Regions from separate parts of the Zea mays genome. Here region 1 is linked to region 2. The links are chromatin contacts, called in public Hi-C maps. All regions are on one chromosome and are shown on one strand. Each heading gives the region's core, a stretch centred on a gene start, on an enhancer-like site or on the middle of the called end of the contact. The rest is flanking DNA. Distances are from core to core; before and after follow the strand shown.

What was found. A called contact is a pair of places that touch in the nucleus more often than the background predicts.
Region 1: a Hi-C map of endosperm shows a contact between it and region 2, with 4 times the contacts expected there. The contact joins the promoter of LOC103640606 here to the promoter of LOC542751 in region 2. A contact is called at or near these places in 4 of 25 Hi-C or Micro-C datasets (bundle sheath, ear, endosperm and 1 more).

Annotation. Positions count from the first base shown.
Region 1 is chr1:178,408,657-178,412,985 of Zm-B73-REFERENCE-NAM-5.0, forward strand. It overlaps LOC103640606, which reads right to left and starts at 2,176. Exons shown (of 1, transcript XM_008663856.3): 1 at 858-2,176. The coding sequence starts at 2,024. The coding sequence ends at 1,146.
Region 2 is chr1:178,115,230-178,119,904 of Zm-B73-REFERENCE-NAM-5.0, forward strand. LOC542751 (origin recognition complex subunit 3) reads right to left here and starts at 1,795. Exons shown (of 3, transcript NM_001112260.2): 1 at 1,390-1,795; 2 at 1-1,156. The coding sequence starts at 1,101. LOC100193929 reads right to left here. Exons shown (of 5, transcript NM_001329512.1): 5 at 3,242-4,174. The coding sequence ends at 3,356.

The DNA of each region.
Region 1 (4,329 bases), core at 926-3,425, 290 kb after region 2:
AAAAGTGAGGATACTACCAAAACTATAGATGGCCAATAAGCACGAGGCCCACGAGCCCGGCATGAAGCCCGCTGTTTGGGCCCGGTTCGAGCCCGGCATGGCCCGGGCCGGCCCGACACGAATAAGCGGGCTGGGCTCGGACAGGAAACTAGGCATGGTGGGCTAGCCCGGCACGGCCCGAATACTACTAAGCCCGCTTTTTTACACTAAAACGTGCTTACTAACCCGCATAGCCCACTTTTCGGTCCACTTTTTTCGTGCTAAACAGACCGGTCCGGCCCGTTTAGGCCCGCTGCAGACCGGACTCGAACAGGAAATTGAGCCCGCGTGCTTAGACGGCCCAGCCCGGTTTTCTAACCGTGCCTGGCGGACCGGGCCCAAAATGGGCCGGACGGCCCATTTGACCATCTCTAACCAAAACTGAGGGCATCAACTTAAAAAATCCTTCTTTGAAACACAACTAAGAGTAAAAGTGAGAACACTACCAAAACTGAGGACACCGGCTTAAAAAAACCATTCTTTGTTCTCTCTGCTAAGTATCTATAGTTAGCTGGTAAAAGATGTTTTTTTCTCTCGCTTACCCTCAGGCCTCAGCATCCGGGTAATTTTGCCATATTACAGTTAAAAAAAACCTCACCACCGTACGTAAATGCGTAACAAAGCAAGAGATTTCAGATTCGTCTGCCCTGCCGAGGCGCTATTTATGTTTAAAAACAACCCGTACCTGTCGATCAAGATCGCGAGGCCGGGAGATCTTGTCGCTGTCAGGCCGGAGCTCAGGAACAGTACTGTTTCTCTGATGGGATCTCCAACTGATTGCCGGACGAGGAGCGAGGAAGCAGATGGACACTACTGGCTAGCTTGCTCCGAAAATGTGGTTGTTTATTTTTTTTTTCTCGCGCGCCGCGCGCTCTAGCTGCGTGTTCTTGTCTACTGTTTATTCGCGCTCATACGCTCGTCGTGCTCTTCTGCCTTCTCAGTTCTCACATACAAAACCCAAACTATATCCTCACTAGTCACTACTCACTACTACACATGGAGAAGAGAAGACCCTAGCAGCTGGCCGGCCAAACATGGAGTGGAGTGCTCTGCTATACAAGGGGCATGGAACTCTGGTCGCTGTGCATGCGCGCGCATGGCGTCAGTCAGTCGCTTTCGCTTCCGCTTCGTCTCGCCTGCTCCTCCTCATCCTCCTCCTCCTCCAGCTGTAGCCTCATCTCCCGGTTGAACCTGGCGATGAACTCCTCCACGCGCCGGTTCAGCTCCTCGTCCGACAGCCTCGAGTACTCGCTCTCCAGCTTCTCCTTCTCGTCGGCAGTAGTCTCCGGCGGCGGCCGCCTGTCCGTCGTCGTCGTAGTCGCGGCGCGCCGGAGCTGCCGCCTCGGCTTCTCCTCGCTGAGCACCACGCTCTTGTCCTGCACGACTACGGGGACGAGGGCCTGCGACGACTGCGAGTGCGACGGCCGGTGCCCGGCGCGCCGGTGGTGCCGCCGCCTCGCCGCCCGCCGCTCCTCGCTCCCGGCCAGGCTCCGGCTCCGGCTCGCCGTCGTCGCTGCGCTGCCGCCGTCGTTGGTCGCCGACGGGCTTACGACGACGACGATGTCTCTGCTCTCGACCAATGCGTACGCGCGGTCGTCGTCGCCGCTGCTCTCGGCGATGGCCGCCGCCACGCCAACCAAAGAAGCCTGCTGGTCCTTGGTCGGCGGCGGCGCGTGGAGGCCGCCGTCGCCGTCACCGTCGTCGTCCGGCGAGGAGGAGGAGGAGGAGCGGAAGAAGAGCATGCCGGAGTCGGCGGCGATGACGATGATGATGGAGTTGGACATGAGGAACCAGAAGGTGGTGTCGCGGGCGAGCGCGGCGGGCGGGACGTGGAGGAAGGAGACGTAGAGCACCGGCAGCGACATCACCAGCACCGAGATGGACACCGTCCTCATCAGCTGCTTGCTGCTCTGCTGCTGGCCGGGGCCGGGAGGAGGTCCTTGCATGCTGCTGACGGTGCTGAGCAGAGGGAACATGTGCTGCATATATTTATATGCCTCCCTTGCTTGCCGTCTGAAGAGGGTGCGCTGCCTTGCTATCTCTTATGGCTTGAGAGAGAGAGAGAGAGAGAGTGTGTGAGGCAGAAGAGGCTTGTAGAATGTTCAGTGCGAGGGAGGGCGTGTGGCCTGGTGCTACCCTTTTATAGCATGCCAGGGGGCCATGGCCATTGCAAGAGAGGAGAAGGCAAAGTTCTGTCCCGGTCCTGGGCCCGCCCCAGAGAGAAAAATACACATGGAACCACACCACTTGTCAGTAGAACAAAAACTACCGGCGCCACTGGATCGGCTTTGAGATCCGTGCTCGTGCTGCAAGCCCAAGCAGCCGACCAGGATCGGTGATCATCACTTGTGTAGCAGCAGTAGTAATGAATGCTAGCTGCTGTGTAGTTGCAGGTTTTGTGGCTGCCATTGTGAGTGTGAGCAGGGACGGATCGCGGTCGGGGCTCCAGCCCAGCCCCATACTGTTTCGGATACCATAAAGTCCACTAGAGACTTCCATATACTAAAACGTGTATAAATATAACGTAGAAGGGCTTCAGTGAATCAGTTTAGTTTAGTCTCTCCTAAACTTTTTTTTTCGTACTTGAGTGTGAGCATGATTGGCAAATCTAGAGAGTGCATGTAATGCAAGCAGAGCAGAGCCATGGCCCATGGGGGCAGGCAGACAGACACTGAATATGTGTGCTATCATCATCATTGTCATCAACTCATCATCATCTCTTCTAATCCTGTGGCTGGATCTTTATCTACCAAAAAAAGAAAAGAAAAAAAAAAAGAAATCATGTGGCTGGATGCGCGTGCCTGAACTGGGAGGGCAGGCACCTGCTGGATGCAGCTGGACTCGCAAAGATTTCCTGCAGCAAATTGGGCAGGCAGGCAGGCAATTTGCAGGGGCGGCAGGCACACACTACTGCACTTGTGAGACCGACCAGCGGAAGCAGATGGGTCTGTTCACTTTCAAGGTGTACATGTTGGCCGGCATGCCAGGACACAGGTGCTGGCCATGGTCACTAGGAGCTAGGGATCTATGGACGACGACGGACGCAGTGCAGTGCAGTGCAGTTGATATCACATCAGATGGCTCGTCGTCGTGGTCGACAATAATTGGCATGCATGGACGATTCAAGCGTCGTCGAGGGAGAACGGAGAACTTGTGTACATGCATGTGCTCCCATGGCTACGTACAGGTGCGTGCCACGCACTCTAGCATTATGGCTACAATTGATTGTTGGACGAAGAGTCCAGGGGCCTATTTGTATCTGTTCGTGGGGAGAATCTAGTTACCATAGAGATTACTTGTGTTACCATGGAGATTATGTGTGAAGAAGCCGGAGGTATTTATAGAGTTTAGGATCTACAAAAGGTGACAAATTACTATTTTCGCTCGCGACGGCTCAACCGATTTCGTGCTCACGTTGATTTTGGACGGTTTTCAACAACAAAAAATGACTGAAAAGATAAGTGTTTGACAGCCCTGCGCAGCAACTTCTGGTGGTCAGAAACTGAAAACAAGCCGAAACAAACAGATTTATTTAGCATGTGCACCGATGCCTTGTATGAACAGGCTGCATTCTCTAGTACCATTAAGCTAGATCTCCCACCGTATATATATAGTCGGTCATGAAGTGAGGCCAGGGAAGCTAGAAGAACAGGCTGCATGTGCACAGATTTATTCTTGTTTGAGCTTGTAATCTTTTTCCTCTTTTAGTATGGAGGTACCTCGAACCTCTCTAATTATATGAACCTCAATTGTGTCCAGATCCAACATGGCCAACGAACTCTCTCTATTTTTTGGTATTTTTGAGTACCCCGGTGTTGTTAAGCAACTACCATTTATAATTATAGTGGTGTAGTCATTATTTTGTCTTTTTTTTACCTTTTTAGTACTTCAGGAGCTTACATATCTCCTCTTCCTGATATTCAAACTCCATTTTTTAGTACTTCAGTAGCTTACTTTTTTTTATACAGAGATAATATGTCATCAGGCTTAGGGCCTGTTTGTTTACCCCCAGATTATATAATCTGGATTAAATAATCCTAAAAGGCAAACAAACAGTCTAGCTTATTTGTCCAGATTATATAATCTAACCCCTTGGATTATGATAATCCATAAGCAAGTGAGGAGGTGCTTATTTCAGATTATTTTTTTCCCACTTCCCCACTACCCTTTCAAGTTTCCTAGATATTACCCATCATTACCATTATAATCTACCGAATCGTTTTTGTGCCTATCGGATCAGAGAAGCCCGCCGCCCAACAGAAACACGCCAGATAATCTGGGTAAACAAAC
Region 2 (4,675 bases), core at 545-3,044:
TGCAAGCTTGAGAGCAGTAATAAAAGAAGTTATTGTCCCATCATGCCTAAAAAAGTAATTTCTGACGAACAGTGCGACTTCATGACTGATGCAAAATCCAGCGCATGGTTTAACAAGGACAGCCTCAACAAGTGCATTCAATCTATCTGAGGGAGACCCCAAGGTAAGTTTGCAGGGCTCTAATCGTTGAAGAGCCTCTGACGAGAGAAGCTTCTTTGGAGCATCAAGGGTAGTTGCTATCCCCATTACAAAGAAGACTGGAATTTTAAACACCCACTCACTCAGCATCATCACAAACTCTCCAAGCACATCGCCAGAACATTGCTCCAAATCATCAATTATGACAATGATAGGCTGATCAAAGTTCTCAGCTTCACAATACCATGATGCTAGCGCAGATACATCAGCAACATCTGGAACATCGGATAATAGCTGTCCCAACAGGCTCCTGAAGCAACCACCAACTCCATGTTTTGCTGATAACTCAGCCGCTGACAGCTTGACTATGTGACATCCATTGGACTTCATATGCCCTGCAAGGTCATGAAACGTTGTGATATCATCAACAAACTCTGCATTCTTGGTGAGGACGAATACCGTCGGGATCCTTCTGCAGATCACATCAGTCAGGAGAGGGTATGGCTGCTGGACTTCAGTGTGGTGCTTTTTCGTGATGGCATGGGCCGAAGCGAAGGACTCCTTCGCCCACTGCAGCACCTGGTCGAACAGCTTGAGGTTGATGGCCCTGAGGACCTCGTCGATGGTGGACTGGATCTTGGACCAAGTTCGGTGGAAGGCCTCAGCACGCAGCTGCTCATATAGCTCCGAATCCCCTTCGTCCTCACACTCCTCACCCGCTGGTTGACGACATCTGTTTGCTGATTTGCGGTTGGGTGAGGATGGCTGTGAGGTCTGAATCTGGCGCTGAGACCGGGAAGATGGCACCGAGGAGGCAGCAGCCTTGTGAAGGACAAGAAATGGCTGGATGTTGTTGGCAGCGGTGGGCAGGGCGTCACAGGGCGGCGGCGACATGGCTGATTTGACTGGAGGAGTCGGTGACTGCTGCGGCGGCGGCGGTTGGCGGGGGCAGTTAGGGTTCATTCAAGCCTCATGTCTTCACTTTCATCAGCAATGCCACCTCAACGCATATAATATACTGTAAATGTAGATAGAAATAAGCGACACGCAACTAAAACAATTACTGAGCATACATTTGTAATCTGAAAGTATTGGTTCTCTTCAGTTTGCAACCCGGTTAAAGATGCAATGAAATTGATTTCGGATTATGGTTCATGCTCCCTAAATCGAAGTGCCAGCTGATGTTGAATGCTTGAAAAGTAACGTTGCAAGACTTGAGGGATTTCTAGGTAATTAAGAGAGAAAAAATACCTGGCAAGATACTCGGCTGCTTCCTGTTTGCTTGCTCCTCCTCGTCCCCGCAGCGGAGATGGTTACGCCGGGCCAACGATGGCGCGGAGAAGGGGGTTTATGGGCACCCGGGGGAGAGAACGGCGGTGTGGGCGACGAGCGAAGCGGGCAGCGGTCGTGTGGGCGAGGTCGTCAGGAGGCGGAGGCGGAACCGCAGCCCGCAGAGTTGAGACGATCGAGAACTGGGAAGTGGGAGGAGGGAGAAGGGAGCGGTGCCCGGCGAGTGCCACGCCGATTTGCTTCTGCCAGGTGTTGAGAACTTGAGATTCGCCGGCGGCGGCCCTAGTGGTCTTCGCGAGGGTATGAACCGCCGCCGCCAGTTGGTAGGGACCGCTTCCCAGTACGAGAGGGAGCGCGTCAAGGTTCGTGCCACGCCAAAAATGAAAAAGTGGGCCCACACGTTGGCGACGTCCAGCACTCCACTCCCTTGCTCTAGACGTCGGGTTGAGTAGGGTTTGGATCGTATCAAGAACGGTTTGTACGTTTTTTTTTTTGCACGACCCGTGTTTAGTATCGGATTGAATTGGGTTGGGACATGCCTCCCATGGATATGTCAATCAGTTTTTTTCGAATTGAATCAGGTTTTTTTAGTTTATGGTCGATTTTTTTAGGTTAGATCAGATTTTAGGTTACATGCATAGTTTGTGCCTAGGCTATGGATTATTGTGGATCAAAAAATGGTTTGTACCTATTCGTTACACTGGCCGCCGAGTAAAAAAAAATTAGCAGATTGGATCAGATCGGTTGGCCTTAGTCTAAGAGCAATTCCGAGAGATGTTGTATACCAATTTGAGCATTTTTTGCGTCGAAACTCCATCTTTTCTTTATTTTTTCGGCTTCCCACAAAGGTGACAATCGATCGCTCATCTATACGTGAGTCAAACTCTCTTGGATAGAGTGCGCGCAATCCAGCAGCCTACGTGACAGGATATGGTGGAGAAGTTGTTGATGTGGCTCATTAAAGCTCCCCTAGGCCAATGAATTCCTTTAAAAAAAATTCGAGTGAAATTTTTATACATGTTTTTTGGATTTTTTTCAACAGCCTCCAATAAAAGATTTTGTGAAAGATTTTTGTAGTGTTCTTTTGGAAAGGCTCTAACCTCAAAACACATTCCTCCAAAACGAACCGGCATCGTCTACGAGGGATCACTTGCTGCCATCGCTCCCGTCACGGTTCCTACCAGCGCTTCTTGTGAGACTTCTTCAAAACCTTGACCATGCTCAACCTTGTTTTTGCGTCGCGTCCGACACAACTTTACCTGATGTCTCGAACACCACGTGTCTACGATCGCCTACACCAAGGACATGGACGACGGGATCCGATTCGTGGTAACCGACGAGAAGGTTTTTTACTCACTTCATTTTAAAATAGTAGTTGTTTTAGCTTTTAAATTATATATATATATTTAAATGGATTATGATAAATCTAGACACATATATGAAACATATACATCAAATATTATATAAACTCATTAATTATTTATGACTCAAAACAGGTGGCTTCGAGACAATAACACACCTAACGTTGCCGTCAAAACGACGCGAATGCGTGTTCTCTTACTTTTTTTTCTTAGGATATGCCCATTTAAAACTTAAATTTCATTGCAAATCTGTGAAAAGGGTCACCGGAGCTACAAGTTTTTGCAGAGAGGATCATTTCTATTGTTCACATCGAAGCACACCTACTACCCGAAAAAAAATCCCTGCAAATTTTCTTCTCGCATCGGGAAAGCACTGTCCACTGTGTCAGTAATCAGCATAAGAGATCGTTACATGAACACTCCCAGCCTCCCACAAAGTCCCTGGAAGCATTGTAAAAACCTGACCTGATCGGGGTCAGCAGCAAACGGTCGAGTTCTCTCACAATACGCGAGAACTCACAAACCCAACCAAATAATAACACCTAAATTTTGTACAAAATAAACACCTAAATCTCCACAGGCTTCTTTAACAATAGAGGTGCCGCGATGTTCTGGTCAGAAGTTGCTCCACCCCCGCTCCTTGTCCCTGTTCTGCTGTACCTTTGCCCGCCAGCGCCGTCGCTCACAGGCACCCGCCGCGCCGCCCTGCGTGCGCTGTCAGTACCCCGGGCAGCAGCAGCACCGGCGGCTTTCTTCCCTGCCTGCGCTGCCAGCGACGGCCGGATGACTACCTTCTTCTGCAGGCTTCGCCGCAGTATGCTGTTGATCCTCCTACTCCGGCTGCCCTTGTCGTTGGATACAGCCGGAGGAGAGCACAGCGGGGGCGAGGACAGGTTCTCAGTGATCTTGTCAAGCGGCAACACCGCTGCTGCTGCTGCTGCAGGCTTTGCTACGGGCATTGGCAGCAGCGAGTTGCGCCGTGGCAGCGGTATGAGGGACGTCCTGCGTGAAGCTGGGTTCAACGGCCGCTGGTGAGCTCCACCGTTGCAGAGTGACACTCGCCTGGCCTTCGTTGTCGGCGGCAGCTGCACAGCAGCTTCAGGGTCGTTCTCCTTCTCGTCCCCTAGTGACATCAGCTGCTTGAAGCTGTAAGTGTCAGTGTTGCTGTCGGAGAACATCTGCTTCGAGATGCCCCCCAAGTCTTTAGGCGCTGCTGCTTTCTCTGCTGTGGAGTTGAGGTTCCTCTCGGCCATCGGGCTTCTCGAGTACGAGTTCTCTTCTTTCATGCCGTGCTGCTTCTGCAGATGGTCTTGGGCAATCTTGTTGTCGACATGCTGCCGTGCTATCTTTCTTTCAACTAGGAGCTGTGATTCCAGCTCTTTGATCTGCAGAGAGTTTAGAAGTAGCGATCAGCATGTAAACTTTTTTATTCCGATTCCAGTTTTCCCATGCACACTAAATCAGTTACCACATCACATTTTGCAAAAGCATCATATATGCAACAGCAGCAGCAGCAGCAAAGCCTTAAAAGCATGATATATAAGAAGAGAAAATCATATCATCCATTTTCTTGATTAACCAGTCTAATTGAAATTTAATTAGCATTTAATTGGTTGTAACATGGAAGTTAATTGTATTTATTTTTTATATTGCTGGTTGGTCTACTCAATCAATTTTGCCGGCAAGGTGCACTAGTGCCAACTATCATCATTCATTGTCACATATTTTACATTTATGTTACATATGAAAATGATAAGTTCTGTTAAGTTGCATCTAAGAAAAAATTGCAACATAAATTGTGTAGGCTTTGCATGAGATGTTGTATCCATGCTTAACATTAGCTACTAAGCAATAATTCATTAGAAATCGCAGACATGTGACATTGG